Linked DNA regions of Mus musculus: regions 1, 3 and 4 are each linked to region 2. A link is a contact called in public Hi-C and HiChIP or PLAC-seq data. All regions are on one chromosome and are shown on one strand. Each heading gives the region's core, a stretch centred on a gene start, on an enhancer-like site or on the middle of the called end of the contact. The rest is flanking DNA. Distances are from core to core; before and after follow the strand shown. Region 1 overlaps Erbb4 (erb-b2 receptor tyrosine kinase 4). Region 2 holds the start of Erbb4 (erb-b2 receptor tyrosine kinase 4). Region 3 overlaps Erbb4 (erb-b2 receptor tyrosine kinase 4). Region 4 overlaps Erbb4 (erb-b2 receptor tyrosine kinase 4).

The links. Hi-C and Micro-C count contacts between places; a contact is called where the count stands out from the background. HiChIP or PLAC-seq counts read pairs in DNA pulled down with a chosen protein or histone mark.
Region 1: a contact with region 2 is called in a Hi-C map of cerebellum, with 2.2 times the contacts expected there. The contact joins the enhancer-like site here to the promoter of Erbb4 in region 2. A contact is called at or near these places in 5 of 39 promoter capture datasets (cranial neural crest, embryonic stem cells, hippocampal neurons and 1 more), 4 of 484 Hi-C or Micro-C datasets (cerebellar granule neurons, cerebellum and embryonic stem cells), 12 of 115 datasets of contacts at active chromatin or transcription factors (cardiomyocytes, embryonic basal ganglia, embryonic hindbrain and 6 more) and 1 of 9 other capture datasets (embryonic stem cells).
Region 3: an H3K4me3 HiChIP or PLAC-seq map of neural progenitor cells shows a contact between it and region 2, with 34 read pairs. The contact joins the enhancer-like site here to the promoter of Erbb4 in region 2. A contact is called at or near these places in 2 of 39 promoter capture datasets (both in liver), 11 of 484 Hi-C or Micro-C datasets (the HL-1 cell line, the Patski cell line, Sertoli cells and 7 more), 13 of 115 datasets of contacts at active chromatin or transcription factors (astrocytes, cardiomyocytes, embryonic hindbrain and 8 more) and 1 of 9 other capture datasets (embryonic stem cells).
Region 4: a contact with region 2 is called in a Hi-C map of cerebellum, with 2.2 times the contacts expected there. The contact joins the enhancer-like site here to the promoter of Erbb4 in region 2. A contact is called at or near these places in 2 of 39 promoter capture datasets (liver and pre-B cells), 3 of 484 Hi-C or Micro-C datasets (cerebellar granule neurons and cerebellum) and 6 of 115 datasets of contacts at active chromatin or transcription factors (heart atrium, hepatocytes, kidney and 3 more).

What each region holds. Positions count from the first base shown.
Region 1 is chr1:68,747,947-68,750,655 of GRCm38.p6, reverse strand. The region is part of intron 1 of Erbb4 (erb-b2 receptor tyrosine kinase 4); the gene reads left to right. Among named protein-coding and RNA genes, the nearest start is that of Gm51744, 210 kb to the left of the region's middle. Within about 2 kb of position 1,440, at least 7 of the 459 cell types and tissues checked have an H3K27ac peak or open chromatin away from gene starts, as enhancers often do. A contact at or near this core is called in cerebellum, embryonic basal ganglia and neural tube, where this site is marked.
Region 2 is chr1:69,106,644-69,109,387 of GRCm38.p6, reverse strand. It overlaps Erbb4 (erb-b2 receptor tyrosine kinase 4), which reads left to right and starts at 1,329. Exons shown (of 27, transcript NM_010154.2): 1 at 1,329-1,713. The coding sequence starts at 1,632.
Region 3 is chr1:68,778,852-68,781,551 of GRCm38.p6, reverse strand. The region is part of intron 1 of Erbb4 (erb-b2 receptor tyrosine kinase 4); the gene reads left to right. Among named protein-coding and RNA genes, the nearest start is that of Gm51744, 180 kb to the left of the region's middle. Within about 2 kb of position 1,276, at least 31 of the 459 cell types and tissues checked have an H3K27ac peak or open chromatin away from gene starts, as enhancers often do. A contact at or near this core is called in Sertoli cells, neural progenitor cells and stem cell-derived neural progenitor cells, where this site is marked.
Region 4 is chr1:68,830,859-68,833,558 of GRCm38.p6, reverse strand. The region is part of intron 1 of Erbb4 (erb-b2 receptor tyrosine kinase 4); the gene reads left to right. Among named protein-coding and RNA genes, the nearest start is that of Gm51744, 120 kb to the left of the region's middle. Within about 2 kb of position 1,253, at least 3 of the 459 cell types and tissues checked have an H3K27ac peak or open chromatin away from gene starts, as enhancers often do. A contact at or near this core is called in cerebellum, where this site is marked.

The DNA of each region.
Region 1 (2,709 bases), core at 191-2,690, 360 kb after region 2:
GTGATGTAGTATATGTTAATATTATGTCAGTATTTTGTGTTTTTTGTCTACTTGATGAATAAAAGGAAAACCTCTGCTTCAAAACAGTCTAAATTAGTTTGTTAAAAGGCTGCCCCAGACTGGATTTTGCATGTAAATATTCAGAAGATACAGTAAATGTTCTTAGGCAAAACGCCATGGAGTCCCCCCTCGTCTGCTGAGTTCACTTCACTGTCAGTGTTTGTACTGATTGGAAGAGGTGTTACTTACTTACGACCACATCACCCAGAATAAGCAACCTTGCCTCATATGCATGCATCTTAGATGGATGGCCTTGACTTTGGGTAAACTAAGATTTCTACTTTTAATTAGGCAAGTTCATCCTCTGCAAATGGATCCAGAACTAGAATGGGCACAAAATACAGCCACAATGTGTTGGCTGGAGCCTGTATCTCGGCTTGGGATTATTTCATCTAGCAACATGGTATATTACTGACTTGTAGAAAGCCACCTTTTAAACGTATACAATCCTGTTTTAGTTTCTTACAGAAAGAGGGGCATGGGTTTTTTAATTAATATGTTTAGGAGCACACAAATGGATTCTTCAACACCAAATTGTCAGTCCTGAAAACATGCATACAAGTAATGATAGAGATCTCCATAACTATATCATATCTATATAATGATATAGACTGAGCAGGTTATATATATATATATATATATATACACACATATATATACACATATACATACATACACATATACATACATATATTTATCTACATATACATGTATATATTTTATAGGTGTATATAAATAATGTATATACATGTACAGACATATATGCATATATACATTTTCAACAACAATGTAAGAAGAGAACATGAATTTGAAATAAAAAGCAAGGTACACAGGAGCATTTGAGGGAGGAAGATGAAAGAGGAGAAGTTGTAACCATACTATAATATCAAAAAATAAAAGAAATATTTTTAAGTTGCATGTTTTTCTCTTGCTTTTTCTTGTGTTTCCTGTCAGTGTTGAGTCTGAATATCTTTAGAACCTGCGTATGAGTTGCTATGCAAATAAACATTTATCTAATTCAAAGAATGAAAAGGAAATATTGCCTGACACTAATGCAAGCGACATGGTACAGTGTATTCTTAATGAATGTTGTTATTGATGCTTAAGATAGAAGCCTTAGAATGTGAGCATAGCAACATATTAAAAACATTAAATCTATATTTCTTTCATTTATTTCTAACAGAACAAAAAGTCTCCCAAGCTGCCACTTTAATTACAGTGGATGGCAAAGGTCTCTCAGTGAAGAGGCAGCACGATCAGGCTAGTTTTTATTACACACAGGGGGATGGTTGAAGGCTGGATGATCTAGGGAAGAAAGATGTTTGCTAATGTTTACATACTTAGCTCCCACTGGCACTCCCCCAGCTTGGAGGCTTGCACTGCCCCTCTGATTCTGAGAAAGTGCATCCAGATTCACAGCAAGACTTCAAGGAGCACCAGATGATGGGGCAGATGGCAGATGACTAATTTGGCAAGCCTTGATGAGTGGAAATTGTTTGCTTTAATTGCTTGTCAAGTCCAGTACCTACATTAAAGTTAAGAGCCTAGCACTTGCACAGAAAACACAATACTACAATGTAAATTAGGTCTGTGTTTTAGAGGAGGGCAGCCATAAGGAAAGGATCAAGGATGAACTCTGAAGAGATGATGGGAAGTTAATATTACTATTTAAACTGATATAGGTGACAAATATTATTTCCAATAATTGAATCATCACTATTAGCTTTTCTATCTTTAAAATATAAAATTTTGTAAAATGTAAATGGACAAATATATTTGAAGTCAGGAAGACAACTAAAGTGTGTTAACATCAGTATGTGCAACCCTATTATTAATAGTTGATGTTTCATATCATACATTTAAACTCATCTCTAATTCATTAAATGTTACAAAGCTAGTGATTGAAACATAAAATGGCCAACAGACACATTAGAAAGATTAACATTTGTGTTAGGAAAACTCGGTTAGGCTAGAAGATTAAAGACGCATCACCCAGAGGTTGGAGCAATACCTCAATGCTTATTGAGATCATTTGATTATGAAGAGCAAAGTTAGGATTCCAGCCTTCACATCTGGATCAGCCTGTAGCTCCAGCTTTGGGGATACAACACCATCTTCTGGCCTCCCAGGATACCTTGATATATGTGTAATACACATGCACACATGAGTGTACATTCACTCACAAGCACACACACACACACACACACACACACACACACACACACAGAGAGAGAGAGAGAGAGAGAGAGAGAGAGACAGACAGACAGAGAGACAGAGAGAGACAGAGAGACAGAGACAGAGACAGAGAGACAGAGAGACAGAGACAGAGGGAAATATTAAAAAAAAACCTGCATGCATAGCTCAGTAAATAAGTCTCTCTCCCTCTCCCTCTCCCTCTCCCTCTCCCCTCCCCTCCCCTCCCCTTCCCTCCCCTTCCCTCTCCTCTCCTCTCCCCCCTCTCCCCCCTCTCTCTCATGTGCAAATGTTTTGAAAGTCTTTTATTATGAAATAAGGTGTAAAATTCTTTGAGACCATGTTAAGAAGGTCTGTGATTAGAGAACAAGAATTTTGTTTTAGTAGAAAGATGACGAGGATAGTTTATTTTAAAGAGTATATTGTTCCCTGTATGGAGAAGTGAAGGATGAATTT
Region 2 (2,744 bases), core at 80-2,579:
TAGACCTGTGGCCTCTCAGACTACAGTAATCCCTTCCAGGGCATTTTAGACTTAGAGAAACTTAGTCGTACAGCGGTTGATGACCTTGGAAGCACACACCCTGCAAAGAGGGCAAGTGCAGGGCCTCAAGCTGGCCCTGCTATGGCGTGGCCCTAACGGCTCGAAGGTCAGCTAAGATCTCACCTCCTAAACACCTTCAGACCGAACAGCACAGACGAGAGAGTTTGCATAATTTCAGAATCAAAGAATGTGGTTTCACAAATATGGATTTTTAAGTTTGGCCCAATGTCATCTTGGGAAGGTGGGAGAGATGGCTTATTTGGAAAAAAAAAACTATTGGAAGATTTCATCTTACCTGCGAGGCTACCAGCTACCTACAATATCCATTCTAAAGTACTAAGTATGCTAAGTATGGAATATTCTGGGTGATGGCGAGGGACAAAGATATTTTATTCCCAAAGCAACGTTGACTTTCTATTTCTAGGGAAGGTTCTGTGTATGGACTGACACCTTGGAGCAATAAAGAAAATGCCCTGTTCTTGTGTCAAAAAATTCGTTCAGCAAGCATTCCTTCTGGTGGACTGACTACTCAGCGGGCCAGCTGTCCAGGGCCTCTGCCGGGGCAGCCCCAAGGGGAGCGTTTCAGACAGTGGTCTCCACTGAGCTTCTCAGATCCTGCTTCCCCAAGCTCCTACCATGACCCTGCTGCTCCCACTGTCTGACAGGTGTTTTTCCAACTCTAGAGGCAGAGGATTTTGGGGAGTGTCTGAGCCAATAAGATTTCTCCTTAGGGGGAGGGCGTGGCTACATGGGTCAGAGCAGGGGCGGGGCTTGCGCAGCGGAGGAAAGCCTGGCTGGTTGTGTGGAGGGTTGTTTGATTCCCACCCCCCACTCCCCTCTTTTTTTTCTTTCTTTTCTTTTCTTTTCTTTTTCAAAAATCTTTCTTCTGACTCTTATTAATTTCTCTGTGGGGCTGCGGCTGGAGACCGCGGAGCGTTGGAAATGACGTTCGGAGCTTTAATTACTGCAATGGCTGGACAAGTGTGAGGAAAGCTGACAGTGGAAAAAAAGGGGGACAGGATCGGGGAGAAGCAAAGAAGCAACACCCCCTCCTTTTCCCTCCAGATTTGGACAGGAGGTGCAAGGAGACTGAAGAGAGAGCTGAACATAGCCCGGTTTTGGGGGGAGAGGCCGGAACCCCGCCGCCTCTTTGCAATCAACTTTTTTTGGAAGCCTTTATTCCCTCTTTCTTTTTATTGTTGACCAACCAGTGAGGAGAGCGAGCGAGCGAGCGAGAAAGTGAGGAGGGAACGAGCGAGCGGAGGATCACTCCGGGAACTAGCTGTACGTTGTGCTCGGAGCACCAGCCGCACAGTCGCGCTCACTCCCACCCGCGCGCCCTCCTCCGCGGCCCCTTGCCGGGTCCGCGGGTCCACGGGTCCTGGAAGCCGCCGCCGTCGCCGACTGGCTCTCCGGCCCCGGGAAGCCCGTGCACCAAGCGCGCCGCGCCCGCCCCCCTTGCGCCCCCCACGCGCTCCCGGCTGAGGGGGGGAGATCTCCTCCGCGTGCTCGCAAGTGGCTATGGTATTTGGACATGTAATTGTCAGCGCGGGATCTGAGACTTGCCAAAAATGAAGCTGGCGACGGGACTCTGGGTCTGGGGGAGCCTTCTGATGGCAGCGGGGACCGTCCAGCCCAGCGCTTCTCAGTCAGGTGGGTCGCGGTCTCGCGGTTCCCGGTCGCGCTCCAGCTGTTGAACCCGCCACTGCCTCCGGTGTTTCCCTTCTCCCTCGCCCCTCTGTCACCCTTAGGCTCCAGGGACCCTAGGGACCGGGCTTCTGCCTTGGGTCGCCCCTAGCTCCATCCCAAACTTACCTTTGTGTGTGCGTGCGTGTGTTTTTAATTGATGCTACAAATGACTTCGCTTTCCTGCCACCCTCTATATTATTGTCCCCCCTCTCGCCCTCTCTTTAGCCCCCTTCTTTCTTTCTCGCGCGTTTTCTGGGAGCCTAAGCGGGATCGCTTCTGGTGGCGCCCGTTGTTCGGGGCGTGGGAGACCTGAGCCCGTCAGTGGAGGTTCCCTCCTTCTCGAGCTGGGAAGGGGGGGGGGGGGAATCAAACCAAACCGGAGAATCGCTGCACCTCTTCGGGCTGCCAGGAGGTTCCTGAGCTGAGCCTGGCTGGCCTTCCCCGGGGTGCAGGGCTGCGGCGGAGCGCGGCCGGGGAGCCGGGCTTGGCACCTGAGCATGCTGGCGCAGGGTCCCTGGCCCGAGTCTCCAGTAGCCTGCGGGGTCACACCGGACGCCCAGCCCTATCCGGGCAGCTGGAGCGCACCGGGTGCGCGCCTCGGCCGGGGGCCAGGGACTCTGGGCCTTCTTAGTTGGCATCTCTAGGCTGTCTTGAGATTGACTTGGGGCGAGAAAGAGGGTGTGTGTGTGTGTGTGTGTTGGGCGTGCGACTCTTCAGCCAGCATGATCTCTCTCTCTCTCTCTCTCTCTCTCTCTCTCTCTCTCTCTCTCTCTCTCTCTCTCTCTCTCTCTCTCTCTCTCTCTCTCTCTCTAAAAGAGCCTGGCATACTGAGTCCAGAGCTCGGCCTTCCCTCCCCATGCTGGACTTGGCTCTGGGAAGAGTTCTTCCAGTAGTGCAACTTGGGGTTGGCCTAAACTTCTGTTTACTGCCCTGCCGGGCTGCAGAGCTCGCGGGTGGCGCTCACTGACTTAGCCCGAGGCGGGCCGGGTGGCGGC
Region 3 (2,700 bases), core at 27-2,526, 330 kb after region 2:
TAAATAGGCGTCATGGTGAAAACATGGCATACATACATAAAGGGTTGAAAGCTGCACAAAAGCAATAATGTCTGGCTTGCTTACCGACTTCTGTGATAGAGTCCCAGGAGCAAGCAGTCTGGGTGCTGAATGAAGGGCTGTTTTCGTATGCCTCTTCACATTATATCAGCATGTACTGCTCAGCTTAAACCCTTCATTACTTTATGGTTCATCTACTGGCTGCTGAAAACTTTTCAAAGCAGAACATCATCTTTTATCCCTGAGTCTGAGAGTTCGGTTGAAGGTGTGATAGAATCCCAGCATAGGCCTCTGGGCTTCACAGCAGTGAACCAGTTAACTTAATGGAAAGCAGTACTGGGTTTAACTTGAAATCCTTTTCATCAGTCATTCTGATGGTGGCACTGAGCTTTTGGATTTTAATATTGTATAAAAAGAAAAAGACCTGCGAACTACAGTTATGGGATCGGTGGAGAAATGAAAAGGGAAAAAAAAGTCATTGAGAATGAAGGGTACCTACACAATACCTAAAGCTGCCTGTTTGTCTCAAAACACTGCTGTTAAATATGACAGAAAAGGGGAAAGAGACATAACCTTGCTGGAGAATTGATCTTGGTTCTTTTCTAATGGGTAAGAGATTCTCTAGCTCTGAGATTCCATCAGAATGAGCTCAGCTGAATTCCTGCCTAGTTTGTAGGTTGGTTTTTTTTTTTTTTTTTGCTGATAGACTGGAATGTTTGGCATTCCTGCCCTCACAGACCAGAAAGAAATAAAAAGAGAAACCTTTTGAGAACGCCTGTGAAACTAGCAAAGAGCTACTGTGTGCTTGGTGCTATAAAACGGTTGTTTTTGAATTTCAAAGTAATGGATTGCATAATTCACTAAATCAGAAAGTAAATCACGGTGTTACTTTCTCTCCCGTGGAAATGTGGAGCTTCAAAATGGAGCACACTGGAAAGATATATCTGCCACCTGCAGTTTGCATTGACATTGTGTCAAACTGGCAGTACCACATTTGTATTGCACATTATACTTAATATTAACGTTAGGTTCAAAGGAAACCCCACTGACAGAAACCTCCCAAGGTAGTCCATATATCAATAAATGAACTCATCCTGGACTATAGGTAGATTGTTGGTACTTAGATAAAAGCCAGCATTCCTCAGGAACTAATGAAGCTGGCTCTCTCTACCAAAAAGGAGTCATTTAGGTAACCTCTATGTGTCAGGAGGGACACATGGCTACCTGGAGTGCCTATTAGCATATCAAAGCTCCTGATGGTCTCCAGGCTTCCTCAGTATCACAAGTACTTGGTACACATTCCAAAGTCCTTGCTAGTATTTAGCCCTTCTAGCATTCCCCGCCTCCCTCCTGTCCTCACCCTACTACTGCTCTAAATTCCCTCTAGCTCAATGGATTTCCCTATCCACAGCTACACAGGCTCCTTATAACTCTACTACTCTTTTATGCTCTTGCTGTCTTTCTCTCTTTCTGTTTCTGACCCCCTCCCTCTCCCTTCCCATACTCCTTCCCCTCCTCATCACTCTGCTCTGTTCTTGCTTCTCTCACCATGTTTTCTCTATTCTCTCTTGTCTGCTATTCTTCCCTCTCTCACAGATAGGCCTGGGCATGTTCAGTCTGCTGGTCATGTTCATTATACTTCTTTCTCGCTCTACTCTGGACACTTAACAGATCTGGCTGTTCTCTTTCACAAATACAACAAAAACCCTTCCCTTAACTATGCCATGGAGCAGTCATGTCATCAGCTTACAGAAATACAATGCTTATAAAATTAGCATTCATATTTTTGTATATTTAACAAATATCTGTATAAATAATTGTATTTCCCACAAACACATTACTGCATATAATGTAAAAGTCTAGTTTTTGGCTCCATGGAATCTGTAGCCAGTTATGATCTCTCACATATGTAATACTATCACTTGGCAGGCTAAGAAAGGAAGATTGTCATGATTTTATGACTAGCCAGGTTTATGTAGTGAGTTCCAGGTCAGTCTGTGGCATAATGTTAGATAATGCCTTTAAAAAAAATAAAATAATGTTATGGTATATAATACAGCTTTTACTGCTCTGCAAATTTATAGGGTTTTTTTCTAAAAATAAGTGAACTCTTACATTTTTTATCACATTTAAGAATTCTCTTTGACCTGTATTATACCATTTGGCATTGCATCTTATGAAATGCAAGAAAGTGGAAACAAAGAATCATGAGGAATTTATAGTTTGTATGTCAATTGTTATTGGCATGAGGCTCTATGAATAGAACAATTTTTATTCCTAAGTTTTCACTCTTCACCAATGCAAACACATAAGTTTGTTTTGTTCATGTGTTTTTCCTTAGTGAATTTTTATTGTCATATAGTGCAATGGGTGAGAACATTAGAGTCAGATGGTTAATAAGAAACTCTTTCCTTATCTTTCCATTCTCAACGTATAGGGCATATCATTGTTTTCTCTTGTCTACAAAGAAGTTGTAGAAAAGGATTAGTATTGTGATTCTCTAAGAATTGTAGAATTTATCCATGTGAAACCATGGTGGCAGAAATGCTTTCCTGAAGCCATAAACTTCTAATGTGAAGGGTTTATAGTTTAGGAAAATATCCTCCTGCATTTTGTTGTTTGTTTAAGTGAGTGTATTGTCTGTGAGTTCATGTGGGATGCACAAGTCTGTATATATGTGTA
Region 4 (2,700 bases), core at 4-2,503, 280 kb after region 2:
CTTGAGTCATGAATATGGAAGACACTTTCAATCTAGTTACTGCCAAGGGTGTACCAATTCAGACACCTAATCTCAAGGGCTTACACACATAGAGTGTCTCTCCTTATTTTTCCATTGCAGAATCACTTGTGATTTAAATGACTTCATTATTTATCACCTTTAACTAAATTATCATTCTAAGGACATTAGAATTACCCTGTTCCATGCATTATTTCTATGTTTCCAACCAGTGCTGTTAGAAAGAAACTCTGAAATGAACTAACCACTGTACTTTCTATACAGCGTTCTTAGAAATTTGTTTGATTTCCAATCTTGCATCTTGCCAACATCACCTACCTTGGTACATTTTCTACTCTTACTTTAATATCCAGTCATTCTCCCCTTAAATTTCCTTCCTTCCTTCCTTCCTTCCTTCCTTCCTTCCTTCCTTCCTTCCTTCCTTCCTTCCTTCCTCCCTCCCTCCCTCCCTCCCTCCCTCCCTTTCTTCCTTCCTTCCATCCTTTCTCACCCCTCCCTCTCCTTCTCTCCCTCCATTCCTTCATTTATTTTTTGTTTTGTTTTGAGATGGAGTCTAACTATACACTCCAGAATGTAGCTTCCAAAGGAAGAAAACTATACTATCTGCTTTTTTTCTCTGTTAGTATTTTAATCCCTAGCACTACTAGACTAATAACTTCATCCCAATGTTCTTGGTGAGCGGGTATGTGAATCCAAGTGTCCACAGAAGATCTTGAAGGCTCATTAGTCTATTGGAATTATGAGATATTAATCATGAATTATTTCCTCTCCTGCTATATATCAAACACTAATATACATCATAGTGTAATGGGCTTGTCCAGTGTGAGTTCTCTCTGAAGCCATTTTCACTTTCCAGTGTTAAAATCAGCCTCAGTAGCGTTATCTAAGAAAACTTAATTAAAATATATGTTGACTTTTCTTTTCTCTTAAAGTAACACTTTTCCCACCGTCCTTGACATTTATTAAACAAGATCTGCAACGGAAATCATTTATGTAAGCATTTGAATGGGGATTTATATTTTTATATTGGGAAACTAGTTGAAATAATGTCTTGCAGTTTAAGGGATTGGAGTTGGGAGAGGGTGTTTTGCCATTGCTTGACTGAGTTTGGAAATGACTTAGGGATATCTGTTTCTCTTTTGTGTACTCTTTTCATTAATGTAAAATGATCTGAACATTGTGACATGCCCTTTAAGCTCAGCTTGACTGGCACAAATCCACAAATGTGCTCTGTCTCTGACAGCAAGTTGCCAAAGCATTCAGTCTCATCATGACAAATCTCATTATTATTTATGCTATGTGAGTGCACATTGGTTTTCATTCAAGGCTAGCTCCCACAAGACTTGTTTTGTTTTGTTCCTTTCCCACCCTTGAACAGTAATCATTGCATTTTACTTAAATTCTGCAGCTTGTCCACAAGCTTTAATCTTACAAAACTCTTGGCTGATAACTATTGGCTTATTATAGATAAATGTAAGGACATGGTTATCAGTACACATCACTGTTCAAAACTTGATTGCTTATCTTACAGGGTGGTTTTTTTTTATGTTGCTATGCTATTCTGCAGAATATCATGCTCAGGTAATAACGTTCATTGGTTCTGAGGACAGTCAGCTTAAAGGAATTGGATTTTAATGTATAAGGTGACCATTCCAGGCCATGATTATCTACAAGCTGAAAGAAATACTGATGTGGGCATGTACTTACAAAGCTTTCTTCAGAGTAGATTAATCCCTCATGAATATGGAAGGGATTATAACATATCCCCTCTGTGAATGAGTAGTGAGGAGTAAGAACATACTCTTTTCAGGGTTTGAGCCAGTTCTGTCTGTATATAGATTCTTCATTCTAATTAGTTTGACAGGTCACATTGTTCTGTATTGCCACTTATAACCACTAGTTAGTGAAATGGAAATATTCCTTAGAAATTATTACCATTGTTCATGTGGGAATTAGATTCCTTAATATTAATTCTTAACAGAGAGATGCTCAAAGGGAGTATATAGCAGTGAAACTCGGTAGGAATTTTAACTTCTCTGCTGTTATATTCCTGAATTTTCAAAATTAAAGACTTTGGATTTGTCTTTTGTTTCTTGTACTGACATATTTTATAGATATAAAACCAAGTTTGTGTTCTTCAGAGAATAAAGTAATGTGGAATGTATTTACATAGATTAACACAAGTAGTATGGTACTGTTTCATTCAACAAGTATGTTATCAGTATTATATTTTTAGATATTAGATATAAATATATTAGATAGAAATTAATGAGAAATAGTAGCTTTCCTTGAAATCATGCAGTTGTCCTTACTAGAAAACTAATTTTCAGGGCATCCTATGAATCCCCAAGAATGTGTCTGTTTTCTGTTGTTCTGTAATGAATCACAAGGCATAATGATGCAAAACCACATACATTTATTATGTCACTCCCATGGGTTGGAGCCACAGGAAGAGCCTGGCCAGGCTTTGTCATCAGAGTCTCCTAAGGCTGGAACCAAGCTAACAGCCAGCGCTGCATTCTCATTGGTTGTTTCCTTCTTCCAAGCTCATTAGGGCTGTTGGAAGAGCTCAGCTCCTTGCAGTTAGAGAAGCAAAGATCTGCTTTCTAGCTGAGCTTGGAATAGCTCCCTCTCACATCCTAGCTATGGATATTCTCTGGGCAGTTTCCAGCATGGCTGTTT